2 separate regions of the Mus musculus genome follow, and region 2 is linked to region 1. The links are chromatin contacts, called in public HiChIP or PLAC-seq maps. All regions are on one chromosome and are shown on one strand. The core of a region is the stretch at or near the end of the contact, and the rest is flanking DNA. Distances in the headings are between cores, read along the strand shown. Region 1 overlaps Myo16 (myosin XVI). Region 2 overlaps Col4a2 (collagen, type IV, alpha 2).

Region 1 (3,444 bases), core at 397-2,896:
AGGTAGCCCCTGTATCAAAAACAACTTCTTATCCTCACTCCGTGACCATCAGCAAGCAACATGCTAGAAACAAATTCTGGCAACGGCCTGGGAAATCACAATAACAAATAGTACAGGACCCAGGCTTACATGTCTGGGATGACAACTTCTTCTTTATGGACGTGGTATAGGGGGTTGGGGAAGAATCCTGATGCATGCTTTCAAGACCATAAGTACACTGTAGTAGGGGGCTATAAATTTTTATCTCATCATAAAATTACAATGCCGAGTGCATACAGAGATTGCACGGTTTTAATTTTCTTGAGGGAAATAATATTGAAAGGGCATCGCTGAATGTACAGTAAAATCCCAAACACCTGTGGGTTCACACTGTTAGGCATAAACCCAAATGCAAAAGAATCTAGTAGTTTTGCAGAATTCTTTTTAATCAAGGTGTAACTACTGGCCACATGGGACAGGTCTAGCCCAGGAGAAAGAGAATGTCACATTAGCATAAGTTAAGGCAGTCATCTGCATGCTCTCTCTTTCAGCACAGGTTTTATGGCTTCCATAGATAGAGAAATCGCTGAATTGTCTCCACTTATCTTTCAGGGAAGTCTCTAAAGCGTGGAGGAAGAGCAGTAAGAGCTCGTAATACACCCAGAGTGGTCACAGCTGTCTTAATGCTGATCAACGTGTGCTAGGGAAAAGGCAAATAACGTATTTAAACACGTGTCACTAAGCCTGGCTCTGCATTCTAACACAAGCACGTCTATGAGATGTAAAAATGAATGGCAAACCAAACAGGGATATTTTAACACTTAGATAAGATAAGTCCATTGGCTTACCAATATTCTCATCATAGACAAAAATAGTAAACTGACTGGATGATCCCTTAATTCAGTTTGATAGCTCTGTCTATTCAAATTTTTGATTAGCCATGTGGCCTGTATATATTGCAGGCCTTAGACTACTGTGGAGGGGCTAGGATAGGTATATTTGAGGAAATATGTAAAAATAATCACTCCTACATGGAGGTAGCCTACTCCTTAACCCCCAGAAGAAACCATGATATCATGATGATATTTTTCTCAATTTTAAACTTCACGAGTGTACAACTGAGGGTCCCTGTCTTCACAGTCATGTCCTTATGGAATGAAACTCAAACTTGTTCAAGTAAAGCAATGTCTCCTTTCTTTCCTTTGTATGTGTGGACTCCGCAGAATGTAGATAATAAAGCATTGTTGACCCAGTAGGTGGAGGGAGATGAAGACATGGGGCAATGTGAATTGAGGGGCCTACTACCCACCAGAAACTCCTGTGTAGATGCTCTCTCCCAAACTCATGCTCACCAAGAATTATAGACTGTTATTTGCATTTTTTTTTAAGTGTTATTTGTTAGACTCAAGGGGGACACATTACATTATGCCCAAATCCTTAGGGGAAGAGGAAATGACCCATGAGATGCAGAATGACAGTCAGGAGAAATGCATTCACAACTCAGGGAATGACTACCTCCTGTTTGCAGAGAGGCCAGGAGGAACCTGCAGATGCCAGTGTTTGTACTTCCATCTTCCATTACTGGGAGGATACATTGCACTGGGATGAAGCCGCCCAGTTTCTGCTCTTCCGAAGCAAGAGCTCTAACAACCTCACCCGTCACTTGTGGTCTTGATGAGTCATCAGCCCTCACCAAAGGCCTACTTAGAAACCGACACGGTTCTGTTTACACACAAGGATGTGGTCAATGGGCAAGTGTCGGGCATCACGATGACAGTAAGGTGAGTGGAAAGCAGCATAGATTAGGTCAGGAACATGATGTTCAGAGAGATGCCCAGATCTAGGACAAAGGACACGGGATGTCCAGGTGAGGAAAAGCACAGGGGACAAAGAGATCAAGAAGGGCAGCAGTTAGCTCAGGATAGACCAACGAAGAGGAAGAAACTCTAAAATGCTACGCATCAACATGTTTCACTTTTCTTGTATGTAAACTGCCAGGAAACAATGAATGCTTGTATTCCCTTCCTCAGGCTGCTGCTGGAACCTGTAAACACAGTCTGGGCGAAAGAGAGGTCTGTGCACTTGTAGTTCTGGAGAGAGAAGATGGCTGGAGTTCTGGGGGTTTCTAGGCAGATCCATCCTGACTCTCTCATCCAGGGTGGATCAGGTCCTACTGCTCATGGCCTCTATCATTCTACTCATGGCCTGTTGGAGTTAGATGACTTCTCAGCCCTCTCTGCACACTACCATCAGAGTTGGATGACTATAGCCCCGAGACATACACTAAGACATCTGTTCTGAGCAAGGCCATTCCCAACTTAAATACACGAGAATCTGCTCACAGGAGTGTGGGATGTGTATTTCACAACTGAATCTTTATTTAAATTTCATTAACTTAAGCTTTAACTTTAGCCCCAGATCGATTTACAACTTCATAATCTGTTCACTTTTTCCTCACTGCAAAATGTAGGAGCTTCAAAGTACAATTTCTGAGTTAGAGTTAGTTTAGCCTTGCCTTAATGGAAATCCACCTCTCCTAAGAGCTGATATTGTCAAGCTGTAACTCTTCTTTCCTTCAAGATCCCGATTTCTAACAGCCAATCAACGCAGACACACTTGTGGGTTTAACGCTTATCTGTCACTTAAATCATCAGGGTAAGAGCAAATTCTAAAACAGGTAACTTCACATAAGATTTAAAATTGGCTAAAACAAACAATCAAACAAAAAGCCAAGCCCCCAAGCCCCCAAGCCCCGAAAGCTTTCTTTAATTCAAACATACGCTCATTAATGAGATCTTGTTAATATTTCATGCACAGCCTCTCCCCATTTACTTTAAAATATTTCTGTAATGGAGACAGGAAGCTGCACCATGCTCCTGGGGGTAATGAAACATTCAGATGTGTTTAGGAAGGATCATCAGACGGAATTCAGATAATGGTGCTTAAACATTCCTGAAAGGACCTCTGAGCTTCCGCCTCAGAAAGCTCCCTAAGCAGGGCAGAGGCTCCTCTTTAGAGTTCCCAAGTTGGGGAAGTTCTTCTAGAACCCATCCAGCCAGGGACAGGGGAACAACTCTAGTGTCAGCTCTGCTGTGAACTATCCCTCCCACTGGATGTTGCATAGTCCCATTAAAACAAGCAAGTCAGCCCACCAGGCAGGAGCACCGAGTGAGGCAGGATGTTCACACCATCCATCTGGTCGAGAAGATGCTCGGAGGCTCATGGATTCACTGGGCTCTCTCCTTGCGAGTCAGCTCTGGGGTCAAGGGTTATATCATCCACAGTACATAGCTCCTTTTAGGTGAGTGAACTTTTCTCGTATCACTTAATCAACAAAAACGGAGAACACGTTCGTGATACTTTTGTTTTCCAATGCAACAATCCAACACGTAAATGCCTGTGGCTATGACTGACAATTCAAAAGGCATATGGGCCGACATATTGCTCGAAATCACATAGAGTCTA
Region 2 (3,444 bases), core at 244-2,743, 900 kb before region 1:
GAATTAGCAATTGACTTTTTTTTTTTTAATAAAATTCTCTAAGTTGGGCGGTGGGGGGCGGGGGGAGTTATTTCACATACCTAAGGAAGAAAATAGTTTTCTAGGAACGTGATCCAAAGGATGCTGTAATGAAGCCATGCCATGCTAACTTGGTTGATGGCTTCCAACTGCCACCCTCTCTGGGCCAGATATGTCTGCTTCCACGCACCAGTGATGGTGAATTCCTCCATTCCATTTCTAAGCAATGGTGACTCCAGACTCTCTGAAATCCCCACTTCTTCACTGATGCTATTTAAATTGGCAATGTGTTTCCCCATGGCAAACCCAGTCTCTTCCTTATCATGTAAAATGGCCAGGGAAATGAATTTCCAAGGAGGGGCCAGGAAGAGGACACAGAGGGAAAAGGAGTAAAACCTGCGTAGATTCAGTCTTTTGTGTTCTAAGAATAGCATCAAAGCCTCTGGCCAGCAGCTGATCATCCTAGAGGCCTGATGGTTGTCAGGCTTGCCAGTGTGGACAGCTCTTTTCTTAGGCTAAGGCTGCTCTTAAGCTGGTAGCGGCCTCTCTTCTCAACTCATCAGAGAGTTGCTGAAGTCTCGCTTTAGAGATCTCCTACTGAACTCAAAAGTCAAATAAAAAAAAAAAGAAATTAGTGACTGTGAAAAAAAAATAAGCTTGAGGAGTGAGTCTCATGCCCTCCATTCTCCCTCAACTTCTAAATCCAGCACGGATCTCACCCCAGCCCACTCCCTCCCATCTCCACCAAGGACCATTTATACACCGGGAAGCCAGGAGGCTCATTGCAGTCTCCCTCTGTCCTCTCACCTGATTCCCTCTGCTACACTTCCCTAAGTGGCAGTCCAAGTCTAGGCCAAGACTTCTGGCTTCCAGCTTTGATTTACTCCCCAAATGTCTTGTCTGCCTTGCCAAGATTGTGAAATATGCCACCTACACTGTTCTTAAAAAGTAAAAAGAGCTCAATGCTTTACTAATGGAAAATATGTATCCGTCACTAAGTGGGAAGGAGAAATAGAAACTCATTTGTAATCTCTCTCTCTGCTTTCTCTCTCTCTCTGCTCTCTCTCTCTCCTCTCTCAGCTCTCTCTCTCTCTGCTCCCCCCCCCCCCCCACACTAAGCAAGCTCCCACAAACAAAGAGCCCATCCCTAATGACCCATTTGAATGAATGACAGATCTGGAACACAGAGGCAAAGGATAGCTCAGGACACTGTGGGGGTGGCTTTTTGGTTCCGGGTCAGCACAGGCCACCTCTCTGTGGACCTGCCTGGCAGAGCTCTGCTGGGAGCAGCATCCAAGACTCCTGTGACGCATCTCTGAGTGACCAGCATGGGAGCCTTATCTCCAGACAGACAACTGTGGGGGTGGATAGACAGCTGGCTCGGGGAATGTTTCCAAAGCCCTCCGACTGTCATGTACCGTTAGCAGGGCTCCCTGCACGCTTGGCAGGCTTGCTCCAGCTGGAGCGGCTTTATGCCCAAGGATGGTAAGACCGTGGGTAACTTGCATTAGTCATGTTGGTCAGCCTGTGGCTGGCAAGGCTCAGGACTTGGAGAATTCAGGGGCTTGGCTTGAACCAAAAAATAAAACCACAGAACATTCTCGCATTTACAAGGTCGCTTCTCTGAGATCTGCTTGTGCAGTTTACAGACCTGTTCTTAAGGAACAGCAGATCTAAGGCTGATGTCATTGCGTTCTCACCTGCCGGCAGCGACTGCCTGCTGTGCTCTCTCTCAAGAGAAGTGGGGTGGAAGGGAAATTCCTATCGTGACTTTGAATGGATTTCTGATGGAATTCAATTACAAGATGTTCAGGACTTATCGTCTGGGATTACTGGCAGAGTTTAGGAAAGGGATGGGAAGGGCTGAACTCAGCTGGTACAGCGAGTGCCTAGCGTGTAGTGCACGAAGTTCCTGTGAAGAGCCGTCCTTGCATATGTATGTAAGATGTTAAAATGTATAAATTAAACATGAAAAGGGGATGGAGCACTGTGGTATTCCCCTAAGGCAAAGGGCATGCTCTCTGCCCACAGACCTTCTGCTTGGCCAGATCTCATCATGCCTGGGGTTCCTACCTCAGAGGAAGGGCAAGTAAGTCCCCAGATGAGTGGTTTGGGAGATCCGGGGTGTGGCAGGAGCTGAAGGCTTCCCATCTCCAACCTGTGGTCTTCTGAGACCATCTTGACCCTCTGACTGCAGGAGCAGAGCAACTTCTGTGTGTACCTTCCCAACCTCTAGGCTAGCTGGTGAGTGAGGAAAGGAAGGATGGTGTCACACCCTCATGGGACCGCAGACTGACGAATGGGCTGAGGGCGAGTGAGGAGAGTGGGGCAGAGCCCACAGACTGACGAGGCCCCAAAATGGTGGCACACCCCTGGTTCGAAACTCACGAGTGTTCAGTAAACCAACCCCCTGACACCTTCTCTTACTTAGCATGGCAGCTTCCCATCACAGGTAAAAGAGAAGCAACTTGTTTCTACATGGAGGAAACCCTGGGTCTGCAGGGCTCCCCGAAGCTGTCTCTCTGGGCCATTGTAGGGAGAATGCTGGCCAACCTGGCATCCTCTTAGCCAGTGACTTGAGCTCTAATTTCCTAGGAGACATGTGCTGGCCCTGTGGAGGAAACAAGGGCTTTGGTTTTTTTGTAAACTGACCTTGCAGGGTTCTCCTGCTCCCTGGTTGTCTCTTTCCCTGTGCATTTCTAGCAGGCTGTGGCGATTCCCTGTGTGCCTTTAAACTCCATGGTTTCATTTTGACCTGTGTTTGAATGAGCTTTTAACTGACAACCAAATCTAGGAGAGCAAGTGGCAGGACCGGAGAGGAGGTGGGAGTTGGCCAGGAGGCCTGCGTGGCCAGGAGGCGTGGATGGACCTAGGTTTCTGTGTTGAATGCTTTAGTGGGATCTCATCCAATCCCAGCAATAGCAGGTGATGCTTCAGCCACTGGGAAAAGAGTCACCTCCGAGTGTGCTAAGGCTTGGTGGGAAGCAAGCAGCAACAGGAAGCTGGTTGTTGGCTAAAGACTGAATGGGAGACTGGGCTGCCTCAGCTTGCTCTGTGGCTGGGAGTGTAGAGTGTGTGTTTAGGTACAGGAGCGTATGTTTAGTGTACAGGAATCCCCGTGTTCATTCTCCAGCACAGAGAAGAAACCCGCAACTTCAAGTTCCTTGGGCCCTTTGTCCCAATAGTCCCGATAGCCATAGGGAGGGACACAATGTCTCCTTAGCATATCTCTCTTCAGGAAGTTTCCACCCCACCATTCATATTCCCGCATGCTCAGCTTCCTGGGACTTTCTGTGCCAGTTGGGTCCCAAATGGACATCAGCACTGTCATGTAACTGCCACTGGAGAGGGGCAGCCAATGTTACTCACTCTCCGAGGAGCCGCACAGCGCGGCTCTTGAGTCGGGCAAGAGGACAGCCTTTTCTT

The links. HiChIP or PLAC-seq counts read pairs in DNA pulled down with a chosen protein or histone mark.
Region 2: a contact with region 1 is called in a FOXA1 HiChIP or PLAC-seq map of pancreatic cancer cells. The contact joins two enhancer-like sites.

The regions. Positions count from the first base shown.
Region 1 is chr8:10,479,288-10,482,731 of GRCm38.p6, reverse strand. All of the region lies in intron 23 of Myo16 (myosin XVI), which reads right to left. Among named protein-coding and RNA genes, the nearest start is that of Gm51561, 51 kb to the right of the region's middle. Within about 2 kb of position 1,646, at least 33 of the 459 cell types and tissues checked have an H3K27ac peak or open chromatin away from gene starts, as enhancers often do. A contact at or near this core is called in pancreatic cancer cells, where this site is marked.
Region 2 is chr8:11,380,575-11,384,018 of GRCm38.p6, reverse strand. The region is part of intron 4 of Col4a2 (collagen, type IV, alpha 2); the gene reads right to left. Among named protein-coding and RNA genes, the nearest start is that of Gm46030, 42 kb to the right of the region's middle. Within about 2 kb of position 1,493, at least 133 of the 459 cell types and tissues checked have an H3K27ac peak or open chromatin away from gene starts, as enhancers often do. A contact at or near this core is called in pancreatic cancer cells, where this site is marked.